Regions from separate parts of the Zea mays genome. Here region 2 is linked to region 1. A link is a contact called in public Hi-C data. All regions are on one chromosome and are shown on one strand. The core of a region is the stretch at or near the end of the contact, and the rest is flanking DNA. Distances in the headings are between cores, read along the strand shown. Region 1 holds the start of LOC100192740. Region 2 holds the start of LOC103646803 (auxin-induced protein 15A).

Region 1 (7,195 bases), core at 4,244-6,743:
GGCCATCGAAATTTATCATAATAAGAATTAAATGTTAGCTTCATTTTTATTTAACAGATCCCCTACGTGATGTGACATTTTTGTATGTGTCAGGTAACTTTCTTGTGAAGAGAGGTTATAACATTGATGCAAAGAGGAGGCTTGCAACCAGCAGTAATTCTAAATACTCCACCGCTATTAGTTAATGGCATTACTTTCAAAGATGTACCTAAAGAGGTGCTAACTGTCAACGCCAGTTTTCTTTTTGGTGTTCCGAATTTACAAATTCTAACTGAACTTTTCCACTACTGCGACGTATTTTGTTGCACCTATATATATTGAAAGCAGCACTTGACAGATTTTGTGTAAATGCATTGTTGCTTCATTCATGTTGTGTATAATTTGTAGTGCAGTTGAGAATGCAGTGCATGCGCCTCTATGTACAGAATACTAACTGGAATCATCCTCATTCGATGTCAGGTTGCTCACATTGGGGGGCTACTACTGTGAAGATGAGGTAAAAACAATGGTTCAGAAAATGCTTAATCTTGGTATTCATTGATAAATCATTATGCCATCTGCTTTCATCATCCTAGGAGAAGCACTAGCAAGTAGAGAGTGTCAATGAATTTACGACGATACTTGCCAAGCGTTGAGTTACACAAGCCATCAAGCCATGTTGATAACAGAGACTTATATCGGGTATAAATCTGTTCTCCTCTAGCTTTATTGTCAGATCTCATAGTATTATGCATGGAGAAGTGTATATAATTAATTTTTCAATAATCCCTAGAGTCTTTTCTTTCATTCATTACCAAAGTTGGTTCCCTTATTTATGTCTGCCATTGTTCATTCAGGATTCAAAGCAATGCTCGCAGATCTTGGACACTTCTCCTACAACGCCATCTAGACAATTCCCCTCCCTCGTGACCCTGCACTTGATAAACCCGACCTCCTCTTTGAAGATGTGTGTTTCATGGTTCACTCTTCGTTAGTTGACAATTGATGAAGTATGTCCTTCTTTTACAGAAAAACAACAACTGCGGCTTGCTTTCACTTCTTTAGTGTACCCTTCACTAATCCTAAATGATATGCAACTGATAGGTTGTGTAGTTATAGAGGAAAAGATACGAGCCATGAATGAATGCTTAGACTGAATCATGACATCTTGCTGGCAAACCTGCAGCACATTCAATTGTGCTCTATAAGTAGTATCACTTTAATTATGCGCACACGAAAAGGCTTATCTTGCATGTTTTTAATCGGGTGGGGAGAGATTTTTTAGATTCTAAGAAACAGGTGCCATCGGGCTGCGTCCGCTAACCACCGCTGGGATGGAGGCGAAGGAAGGCGTGATGGCGACGGACTTCTTCTGGTCGTACACGGACGAGCTGCACGCGTCGCGCCACCGGGAGATCCTGGCCAAGTACCCGTAGATCAAGGAGCTCTTCCGCCCGGATCCGTGGGCCTTCCTCAAGGTGTTGTGATCTGCTTTCTTTGCGGCTTGCTCTTTGCGTCTGTTAATTTCTTTCTCCTGTGATTCTGTGTGTGCAATGCGGAATAGAGGATCCAGGATTCAGCTCTCTAGAAAGTTTGATTCACGCTGTTCCCTTTTACGACGTTTGGCGTTTGCTGAGCGGATGCAAGTCGGTTTGGATCCATTAAAGTTTTGTAGCCATGGACCATGATATGCAGATGATAGGTTGTGTAGTTATAGAGGAAAAGATATGAGCCATGAATGAATGCTTAGACTGAATCATGACATCTTGCTGGCAAACCTGCATCACATTCAATTGTGCTCTATAAGTAGTATCACTTTAATTATGCGCATACAAAAAGGCTTATCTTGCATGTTTTTAATCAGGTGAAACAACATTTTCTACTGTACATAAGGAAACACAAAGAGTAGTACAAGTAAACCCGTTCTTATAGGTAGGTGGGGAGAGATTTTTTAGATTCTAAGAAACAGGAGTGGCAAAACCATGGAAATTTTCGATATCGGGTGTGATCATTTTTTGTTTAATTCCTATAGGTGTTTTCAGCCGACTAGTTGGATCTGAATTTATCACTAAGAGACAAAGCAAGGTGACATTTGAGATTGTTCTTTTTAACTATCATGTTATTTTTGTTGGGACTTCATTATAAAGATTGATGTTTCATAATGATTTCTACTCTGGGACATAAAGACTAGGTACTAAAGATGATTTAACAATTTTAACTATCTTAGCCGGTTGATGTCGTGGCCACCTTTTTATAGCCTAATATTATTTCCCCTTTTGAACCAAACTGGAGCAAAATAACACCCCTACTTTTGTCAGTCGTGGCTTGCCTTATGATGGTCCAGTTATCCCACCCGCACCACAGCCTACACCTTCACCGGTCAGGAAGACGCACAAGAATTTGAAGTACGTACTGATCGGGGCCATTGGTGGAGGCCTCCTGCTGATAGCCATTGTTGCAGCCATTGTGTTCTGCTTTGTGTGTTCTGGGAGTACAGGGAGGAGGAATGATCAGAGAGAAAGTGGGGCATCACCAAGTGCACCATTGGGAGTGTCAGCTACCGGCACAACTGCAGCTACTGGTGGCACCTCGGGATTTGGGGAAGATAGGCTCATCAAGCACGGTCACTCAGGTGATCTATACCATGGTGTGCTCCAAGACGGGACTGTCGTGGTGGTGAAGAGGATCACTTCGCGTGTGCCTCGGAAGGATGCTTATCTGGCAGAGTTATATTTGTTTGCAAAAGGAGTGCATGAAACGCTGGTTCCTTTGTTGGGGCACTGCCTTGATAAAGAAGAAGAAAAGGTTCTTGTGTATAGGTTTGTCCGAAATGGTGACTTGTCAACTGCACTGCACAGAAAGTCAAGGGAGGAAAATGAAGGCTTGCAATCTTTGGACTGGATTAAAAGGTTGAAGATTGCAACAGGGGTTGCTGAGGCTCTTTGCTATCTGCATCATGAGTGTTCTCCACCAATGGTTCACAAGTACTAACTCATATAGTTTTGTGGATGTTATATTTGTTTGATGTGTATCTGTTAGCAAAAAAAAGTGTAAGACAACAGAGTTTTAGATTTCTCGTAGAAATTCAATCTTTATCATTACATGGGGTTTAGTAGTTGTCAGTCACTGTGGGTGCTCTGATAATTGATTTTTTTCGTTGTGGTAATGTAGGTTTCAGCAGCTATTGCAATAAGCTTTCCCCATAGACTAGGAATACGTTGAACATACGCTAATGTGTGCTAGCAATTGCTGACTCAGAAATTTAGTATCCCGTGCTTGATGCGACATGTTCCATGCATTATCTGGGTATTGGAAATTCAATGTGAACGCTGTTGTTATTTCATTTAATATTCTTGCTGAGATGTTTCTCCTGGCCTATATCATTTAAACATTCACCTATTTTGCCATACAAAATAACAGGAAGTTCTTTGTCACCCTAATTTCACTGGGAAGTTTTTTCCTTGTGTTGTTATCAATTGAGGCACATAGTAGAATAGTAGATCACAATCGATTCTGATTGTTTTGTCGTTTTGTCAGTTTTTTTTATGTCAACACGAAGGGTTCTGGCTGCATAGATGTTTCCTTCCATGGCCAGTAAATTAGATGCAATATGAAGGATTGTTGTTGACTAAATTTGTTGGTTCTCTACTACAGGGATGTGCAAGCCAGCAGCATCCTTCTTGATGATAAATTTGATGTTCGTCTTGGTAGCTTGAGCGAGGTGTGTCCTCAAGAAGGGGAAGGGCACCAAAATGTTATCACAAAGCCGTTAAAATTTTCTTCGTAAGTTTCAGATACCACCTCTGCAAGGCTTGCTTCTCTTTTCCACGCTGAATTCTTCCTTTGTGGAGTATGCAACTCCATACATATATTATATTCACTATTATTGGATCATCTTGTTTCAACGGTAGTTTTTGTTCAAGTGTTAACCATGAAATTAGTATTTACCTATTTTGTAGCATGAACTTACATGAATTACTTTTTGGATGAGCAAACAAATATTTGGTGAATTTAATAGTATGTTGTCAGCATTATTCCAGTCAATTACTATATGGCCCTGCTGTTTATGGTCTGATCTTTGTCATGTTGACGCTTTGCTGTGGACTAGAATCTGTAGGGCCATGAGAGCCTAGGAAATTGTTAACCATTTTATTCTGCCATATCTTAGCATCAATGGGAATGTAGAATCCTTGAGATCCAAGGGGTTGCGCCGTGTCCCTTACTTACACTGCGAGGACCACCATCGGCGCCCCTTCCCTTGCGTGATGGACGACATCTGCGCCATGTCCCTCGGAGATCCCCTTCCATCTTCGAGGCCGAGATCGACGCCCTCCATTCCTTACGCGATCCATTCCATCCCGAAATCCGCCCTTTCCCTGGCGAGATCCAAGGGGTCAGTGCTTTAGTGTTTTTTACCTATATATGTTTGCTGACTGATGGATGCAGATATTTCTTCACGATAGCTCTCTGCTCGCAACCATCTCCCAGCTGAGCCGCCGCGCCATCTCCCTGGCCATCACCAGTTGTGCCCTCGCGGCATTTGCAAGGTATAAATTTTGCTAACCACATTGGCCATCAGCCAGCGAACTCTTTTCTGTTTAAGTAGCATCGATTTTGTTTCTTAAAAAGGTGCTAAGTTAGGCACATTTGGAGTATTCAGTCACATTGCAATGATTGACTAGGTAGAAATATTTTCATGCTGTCTTTGATAAAATGAAATGTTGAAAGTCTTTGTTGGGTAGTAGTCGAGAGAAGTAATTAAATGCTTGACATTTATGTGATTTCTTACAGTGGGTTAGATGAAATAATCCTTTAGGGGAGTGAACTAAAGTGTTATACCGTAGAGTGACCTGATTACACAAAATCAGGGTTTCGGTGTTTTTCTTCTCATATTCAGGGATGAGGGACTGGACTACATGGCTTATAGGTTGAACTTGCACCGTGAAGTACTTCTGTAAAACTCAAAGTGCTTCTAAAATCAAAATATTGAGAGGAAATTTATTTTTTCAGTTTATGTGGTTTTGGTTTTTGTAAAAGTAAAGCAGTTCTCGTGGCAGAAACATTTTGCTCTTTTGAATTCTTTGGTGTACACTGGCAAATATTAGCATATTTGAAGAGTTGCCATTTTGATCATCATCTTCATTTGTACTTTTTGGGTCAGATCTAATAAAGCATCAGCATTAAATTTACAATGATCACCTAAATCCATGGTTTTTATTGTCTAGAGCTGGTAATGTTTCTCTGGTTTTGCATTAGTTGCTTGAAAACTGAAAGTATCTGCATGCTTCTCTATTGCATTTTACTGCACATGATAGATTTGTTTGATGTGTAGGGATTTTAAGGTATATAAAATATCTTAACTTTTAAAAGATGTTAATAAGAACATAAAATAGTAATTAGTATTTTGAATTTTAATATATCTTATCGTAATATGTTCACTCCGTAGCAACGCACGCACGAGCATCACCTAGTGTTCTCAAGAATAACGGAACGAAATTCTTTCCGTGACAAACTGAGCACCCTAATCCCAAATCGAGCGGCTGAAGCGCTGGGCTCCAGCTACTGCTGCTCGCCTGCTTCGGGACGGCCGATTGGGTGCCGGTTTGCCAAGGACATGGAGGATGCGAGCGGCAGCTCGTCGTCTCCAGCCGTCCTACGGAACAAGTATTGGGTCCTCCGCCACGGCCGCAGCGTCCCCAACGAGCGCGGTCTCATCGTCTCATCTCTGGTGCGAACCTCCCCGTCCCAAGAGCGCTCTTTTTTCCTTCGGCTTCGCGCTCCAAGCATCGCCTACCCCAAGTCCCAACCTAATTCTCTCCAACCGATGCTATCCTGGTCTGTCGACGGCAGGAGAACGGCACGAAGCCGGAGTTCGGGCTGGCCCCGCAGGGGGTCGAGCAGGCGCGCGCGGCCGGCGAAAAGTTCCGGAAGGTACCGGATCGTTGCCCCACTGCTGTGGATTCTATGTGCGGTAGTGAATCTGGCCCGTGTATTTTTCGTTTTGCGTGTGCAGGAGCTTGACGAGATTGGTGTGCCGGTGGGTTCCGTCAAGATTCGTTACTCGCCGTTCTCACGGACCACCGAGACGGCTAGAGTGGTCGCCGGTGTGCTCGGCATCCCCTTTGAAGCTCCTAGTTGCGAAGTGAGTTAGGCTTCAGCCTGGATAAGCCAATTTAGCAGTGCACGCAAATTTTCTGTGTCTGCCTTTGATGGTAACGTGTATGGGTAGGCAGGCGTTTGTTTCAATACGAATCTAGCACATTTTGTCCTGAGTTGGAATGGAATCTTGTATACGGATGATTGGTGATATAGGTTTAAGATCAATTGGGCATAATGATTATGGAATCTAGGACGATTAAGCCATGCCACCTTCTATATCTGTAACATAATATTTGAGCAAACATGGAATTTGCCTTTCTATTTTCTTTTCTCTTTATTGTCATTTGCAGAACTAGGTTGCAATGTTACTGTACCTGTAAAAAGCAAACAAGACATGAAAACTGGTACCATGGTACATATGAAAGCATCAAAGTACCTTTTTCAATTATCCTGTTCTGATTTATGATTTCTAAGGCAGCCTAAACATTACCTGGGTATATCAGAATGGATGTAATTTGCTTTAGTGTTATAAGGTCATAGCATAGTGGTAAATGTTTGATCAGTCCTCTTTTACATTTCTAGTGCTGCTATTAGAAGTCAATATATTGCAGCCAAATATTTTCAAATCAGATCTCACATAATTTTATGATCAGGTTGGCTCATAGAAGGACTTTTGCAGGCGGTGCTGGGACTTCGTGAGCGCTACTTTGGGCCATCATATGAGTTACTTTCACATGATAAGGTGGGTTTCCTTCTTAGGTTTCAGTTATATTGTTTCAGTAGAAATGAAATGACATTCTTGTCATATGAGCATCTACTGAGGTATTTGATACATGTTCAATTCTATAAAATGAATTGGTTGGTGAAATCTAAGTGATGCATTTTCATCTATAATCTAAGAAATCTTAGTCCTTCTAGCAACCTCCGCTTTGTCAGACATAAAAATGTCTTTATAGACATCCATCATCCTTGTATTTATCCTTTCAACTTTGTCAGTCACGGATACAGAACAAGGTTATATCTGAACCCACAGTTTGTCCAGCTGTTTTAGCATCGGAATTATCTTTGCCCCTGCGTAGATAGTTCCGATGCAGAAACATTTGGACAAACTCTGGAT
Region 2 (6,658 bases), core at 3,984-6,483, 200 kb before region 1:
GTAGCCATTGAAACATTTTTCTGATAGGTTATGAAGGATATAATGGATTGTTTTCTTATTTAGACTTGGTAATCACTGAATGGTGTGAATTGGATTTATTGCCCTATGGCTCACCATTGCTACCTGTGCGTGTGCTTGTACTACTACTACTACCTTCCATAATAAAGCCACCCAACCCCCCTCTTTTACCTTCCCTTTGCAGATATGGAGTATGAAACAAGACAAATGTATATTTGATTTCAAGGAGCATACCAAGGTTTGTGAAACCTGCCTTTTATTGTCTCTTGAACTTATGTAACTGTCTACCATAAGGTCTAACTGTATTTTGCAGGAAATATACACTATTCGGTGGAGCCCAACAGGCCCAGGAACAAACAATCCTAATCAGCAGTTGCTTTTGGCTAGGTAAACTGTTTGAGAAAATATAAAATTCCGATATACTAATTTCTTTGGTAATTTATGGCGATGCTTAGCATTTAGACTCCCTGGGTTCCTATTTGGATAACTCGGATTCTAGGTAGCATCGTTTCTCTTCAAGTAGTATACTAGTATTAGATTGTGTTTCTCTTCAAGTAGTATACTAGTATTAGATTGTATCGTAGTATCAGGATACTATGAGATTTTATATATATTTTTTTCTCAAACACGTAGTAGAACTGGTAGTAGAACTGCGTATCATTATATTAAAAGGAGAAATAACAGTCCAAAATAGACCCTAGTACAAAGAAGAAAAACAACCCTCTCAAGGAGGCCACCAAAGATAATATAAAAGGGGGGGCCATAACTAAAGAAGAAAAAAAACTACCCCAATGTCAGGGCCTAAGGAGGCCCACAGAGGGGCTGCTGCAGCAGCAACCATGGGCCCTCCTCCAAGGGGGATTAGATAATGATAGTTAGAGATAAGATTAGAAGATTAGTTGAGATTATCTAGGAGATTACTTGAGATTATCTAGGAAGATTGTCAGTTAGTAGTTGTTGAGAGTTTTTAGGAGAGTTTTAAGAAGATAAGAATCTCTAGCTAGATAGGGGCGGCCAGCTGACCTATTTATGTAATCAATGGATGAGAAATAAAGTAGACAAAATTAGAAGGGAGAAACCCTCCTCTTGCTCGGCCGTGGGCAGAGGCCCCCGGCCAACGTTCCTGCCCATCGATACCCCTCTCCAATCCCTCACCGATCTAGCGACCATAACCCCCAAAGACAAGGATCTAAGCTGAGAGCAGGGATAGGCCCTTGGCTCTGGCCATGCTCCAGGCCACAATCTCCTCTCCAGCTAGAACCAAGGCAGAAGTGAGGCGTGGAAGTTTTCCATTAAAGACACAATCGTTTCTGTGCTTCCAAATGACCCACCCACCCAGGAGGATGAGGGAGTTCAGGCCATTCTTAACAGAATCGCTCACAGAGCTAACAGCCTGCTTCCATCAATCGAGAAAAGAAGTTGAATAGAGCAGGCAATGGCAGCAAGGCCCAATCTCTGTAGTAGGATGTACCAAAATTGTCGTGCAAAAACACAATTTACCAGCAAATGGTTGATGTTTTCAAATTCCTGATCACATAGAAGATAGCGAGCTGGATGAGGCAGGTTTTATTTTGGTAAATATGTTTGTTTGTGTGCCGTGATATTTTAAAACCACACAATAATATATTGATGACTATATTACAGTAAATAGTTCCATTTAAATTATGTTCCCAAGATAAATTGTCTAGTGTACAAAAATATAAAATATTTGTGCAAACATGGTCCCTCAGTTTCTACTTATAGGGTTGATGGCAACTTGGTTTTGTGCTTTGTCACACTCATACACTTCTCCATTCATTGATGTGGATCATTCCCTTGGATGGTTATCATCCTAATAGTCTCCATTAATTGTTGCGTCAGCTCCAATGAACAAAAGAAAAATTTTCTTGGACATCAGTGGGTATTTTGGGACAGCGCGCATGGTTCTGCAATTACCAGCTTGATAATGCAAGTACCCACAACCCTTTCATAAACTCCCCTGGCTCCTCCCCCGCCACTAGTTTGTAGATCAAGTAATTAGGCAGCCACATACAGGAGGATGGAGAGATCCAAATCCAATCGAAGGGAAAAGAATGGAAGAAACAAAAAGTATGAACGACATCTATTTCTGTGAATTTGAGAATGATGATACTGGATACCAGCTGCTGCTGTTGGCTGTAAAGTAATGCATTTTTTTTTTCTCTCGAATATGCAGGAAAACGCGTATCATTGCATTAAGAAAGAAGATGAAAAGGTCAAAAGGCCTTACAACACACCCCTACAAACCCAACACAACAACAACTAAAAAAAATCACCTTTAAACAGAACAAAGACCAGACCACCAGCATGTATTTTCTCTCATAGGGTATGTATCAAGCTCTTCCATTCTCTACCATCAGATATCAAATCCAAGAGCATTTATTTTGACTGAGACCTGTAGAGTCACATGGAATCACATTTGACATTCGCAGCACGACTCTCCTGATCCTAGGTTGTGTATCACGATCCTGGTTTGATACTTGCCCAAGAAACGACTCAGGGAATGATACATATCATCTAGCCTGGGTAGTATCCTAGTATTATACGATACCACGACACGTCACATATCGGATACTGATAACCATGGCTACGCCAAATTTGGTAGATGGTATACACCGCAAATTGTCATTCTAATTAGTCCCCTTCAAGTTTGTAAGGTATACTTTGGCTACCCATACTGGACTCACTGTGGTTCTTTGAGATCTAATATCTCATGGGTATCATGATCAGTAGTGTCATTGTGAATCAGTTTTCCTTGTGTAGTTGGTTATTAGCGATTCTCATTATTCAATACAATCAAAGTATCATACTTATGTGTGTGGCACACGTAAATCATCCCTTTCAAGATGAAAGAAATCATCATGGAAGAACAGAAAATGGTCAACAGCAACAAAACTTGTTACACTTAGTTTGGGGAATTTGGCACTATACCTTGTTCTGGCCAGTTTAGCATCAGGAATATTATCTCATGTTGCCGCCACGGATTGTTCACGTAACAGAGATAAGACCATTGTTATAGGTGTAACTTGGACTGTACAGCTATGGAGTTGGTTTCTTGCCTCGAAGGACCAGAACTGCATCACAGCTTTGATTGACTATTTCCGTTTCGCTTTGCAGCGCATCTTTTGATTCAACCATCAAGCTTTGGGAAGTTGAGCAGGGACGCCTTCTGTACAGCTTGTCCGGTCATAGGTATTGACACCACACGAGAAGCAAAATTATTCTGATAATTTGCTGTGCTAGCTTGCTTGCGATGTTAACGGAGCTCATGTGTGGCTGTAGGCAACCAGTGTATTCTGTTGCATTTAGCCCTGACGGCGAGTACTTAGCGAGTGGGTCCCTGGATCAGTGCCTACACATCTGGTCTGTGAAAGAAGGCAGGGTCCTGAAGACCTACAGAGGTACTGGGGGCATATTCGAAGTGTGCTGGAACATAGAAGGCACCAAGATTGCTGCCTGTTTCTCCAACAACACCGTCTGCGTCATGGATTTCCGGATGTAGCCCAACCAGTAGGGGTAGCGACGTAGTGCAGATCAAGCCTAAAACAAGTCTGGATCACAAGCCCTTCCCATGGAAACGTGTGAAGAGAGCGGAATTGTTAGCAGAATGCAGATCTTAGGTGGTGGTTTTTTTTTTTGCCCATGTACAGTTCTTTTTTCCTAGGTTATACTGTAGCGATGCGTTAGTAGCATGGAAATGTTTTGGTGGCAATCCTCCTAATTTCTGAATGCAATCTTACCATATTTAAACTCTTAAGTATTCCATCGTTTTATATAGTCGAGAAATACAAATTTCCATTATTGACACTTGGAAGAGAGTTGTAGAGAAAAAGAAGTGTCGCACATGGCTAGAGCACACTAGCTGAGATGAGACAGTATATAATACTCCTGAATACCAGTGAACCGCGTTTGCAGCACATGCATGTAGATGCACAATCTTGAGGCTCCGGTGTCATGCTTATTCCCAGGCCAGCACCAACTAGTACTACAAGGCATCCATGGATGCATGCATGAAACATTCTGATCGAATCTTCCTTTATCATCTTCATCATACGTCAGTTTACAAAAGAATTTGTACGAAAACGAACACCACTACTTCACCGTACTAAGTCGTCTAGCTATCTACACAGCTCGATCGATACATGTATGCCTGCATCTGCAAATCTGAAGAACGCACACGACGATCTCGCTGCGTGCCAAAGATAATGAGAGGTATACGCTAGCTGGCACGCGCCCACCGCGTCGGTCCGGCCGCCGGCGACCCCCGAGCCCTGCCGCCGCGACGCCTGGACTGCTCGAGCGCGGCGACGGTGGCCTGGAAGTCCTCCTCGCGGCAGGGGATGCGGAGGCCGCCGGCCTGCGCGAAGCCGAACTCCTCCGCGGCGCGCTCCATGAGCTCCCGGAACGCCGGGTGGCTGAGGTAGCTGGTGCGGACCACGAACCGCCGGGACTCCGCGCCCACGTACACGGCGAAGTAGCCCTTGGGCACCGCGCCCGCCGCCGCCGCCGCCTCGCCTTGGTCGTCCTCGTCCACCAGCAGGGCCCGGTGCTCCCTCTCCGCCGGCTTCCTCCCGTACAGCCGCCTCGGCGCCCGGAAGTACCCCATGGCCATCATCACGACCGCCACACTAGCTTTCTCGGTCGATGCGATGCAATAACAACGTGTCTTCTTGTACCCGGCAGAGGAATTCCTGGTTGTCTTCGAGTTCTTGGCGCCGGCCGGCCGGCTCGCAGCCGAAGACTAGGTAGCAGGAGAAGAAGATGGAACGGAGAAAAGATAGATGGGAATGGGATGAGAGAATGGGTTCCTCGATCTCCTCTTTATATTGTTGTTTAGTGCTTCCCTCTTGTTCCTACAGCTAGCTGTAGCTAGCCTTGAATGTACATGGCCTTTTCTTCTTCTTCAGGAACTCCGAATCAAATAGCTGTAACATAACACCTAGCTAGGGCTGTTTCTCCGATCAATCCATCGATGTTACCTAGAATACGCAATATATAGTATGCAGGTTAAAAAAATGCATCAACTAACAGGCCGGCCCCACATTCAAGAGGAATGAAGAGAGATAGATAGAATCCTTGGGGCATAAAATTTATCGCCATTGTACGATGCAGCGGCCGGAAGAGGACAGAATCAATGGTCTGAATCTGAACGAAGAAATGGACAGAGAGGGTACGGTAGTGCGTCATTCATGATCACGATGTACGGAGTTATTTTTTTTTCCTACTGTGTGAACTAACCTGCTAGACATATACGTCGTGATTCGTGATGGACTTTACCTGCTGTACGTACAAGAAACAAACATGCATCATGTCTCAAACGATCAACTGTCAGCGTTGTCACATGCATGATGCAAGAAGCTTGATTAATTAGTTCATTCACTCTGGAATCATCACACGACTATCCATGCACATGCATGCATGCATGTACCATTATTGCTGTTACGACGCGTGGACGCGGAGCTGGTAATAATCAGGTCATCAGAGGCGACTCTGAATGCAAATAAGCAAGCTAGCTCAGGAGTAGAACAATAATAATTAATAAAGGTTTCAATATGTATGTGTGGCGTGTGGGTGCACTAGGCTGGCATATCCAACATAGGATCGACTCGGTTAGCTGTACAGGAATTAGTTTATCCAATATAGGATCGTCCACCCACAACACGAGCTGCAGCGAGCCGAGCCGAGCTGACTCGTTCTTTTCACGAGCCACAAAAACAGACTCGGCTCAGACTCGTTCTAAGCGTCGAGCCGAGCAGAGCTGCTGCGAGCCCGAGCCAGCTCGTCGAGCTCGAGTTTTTTTTCCAGCCCTATACAACACCATCATGAACGTTTCCGTCTAAGATTCACGAAAATTAGCTAATTTTCATCAATGTATGTTAATTCTCACAAAAAATACACTAAAAGCACATACTAATTACTAAAAGATTCATGCAATAACCAATGTTTATTAGCCTAATAAAACATAAATTTTGTAGGCCAGGACCGACATCCCATTAATTGCGATAAATCAGTAGAAACTGGCCAAATTCAAATTCAAACTAGTTTTTGAATTGAAACAAATCGACATCGATTAATCGGTCCATAGTGAACTGATAAACGGACAACACCGGTGCAAAAATCTAACCACTTGTTTTTTTGGCAAATAAAGCACATTGAGGTCCTAAAATTTGAACAAAAGATATGGCCTAAATGTTATCATAAGTCCAATAACATTTAGAAGTTCAAATACATTGAAAACCAAAAGCAGCAGTCGTGGAAGATGTAGTTAGTAGTGATTCATGATATCAACATTAAAAACAATACTAAGTGTTCCCATCATGTTTTGGTTAGCGAAACGAACACAACCAAATAATAGCTCTATTGCATCAACCTTAGGGTATGTCCAACCCAATTAAATGAGGGTTCTCTTGAGGGGTATCTAGAGGGCTAAGTGAAAAAATAAAGAGACGAGCTCTTCACGAAGAGTCAGTCTCTACAAGACTCTCTATATATTATATCTTGACTGTATTTATTATCTAGGAGCTCAGGGTTGTATCATGCAGTCTCTTAGATGTCTCTTGTATTTGGAAAAAATGTTCCAAGGGCTATATGCCCATATATTTCATTTGGTCCAACCATGTCA

What was found. A called contact is a pair of places that touch in the nucleus more often than the background predicts.
Region 2: a contact with region 1 is called in a Hi-C map of endosperm, with 1.9 times the contacts expected there. The contact joins the promoter of LOC103646803 here to the promoter of LOC100192740 in region 1. A contact is called at or near these places in 3 of 25 Hi-C or Micro-C datasets (bundle sheath, ear and endosperm).

Annotation. Positions count from the first base shown.
Region 1 is chr2:108,078,375-108,085,569 of Zm-B73-REFERENCE-NAM-5.0, forward strand. LOC100192740 reads left to right here and starts at 5,494. Exons shown (of 6, transcript NM_001137939.2): 1 at 5,494-5,707; 2 at 5,830-5,910; 3 at 5,993-6,121; 4 at 6,758-6,820. The coding sequence starts at 5,594.
Region 2 is chr2:107,876,495-107,883,152 of Zm-B73-REFERENCE-NAM-5.0, forward strand. LOC103646803 (auxin-induced protein 15A) reads right to left here and starts at 5,234. Exons shown (of 1, transcript XM_008671460.4): 1 at 3,664-5,234. The coding sequence starts at 4,651. The coding sequence ends at 4,256. LOC103646802 (WD40 repeat-containing protein HOS15) reads left to right here. Exons shown (of 14, transcript XM_008671459.4): 11 at 203-256; 12 at 332-405; 13 at 3,154-3,228; 14 at 3,319-3,843. The coding sequence ends at 3,538.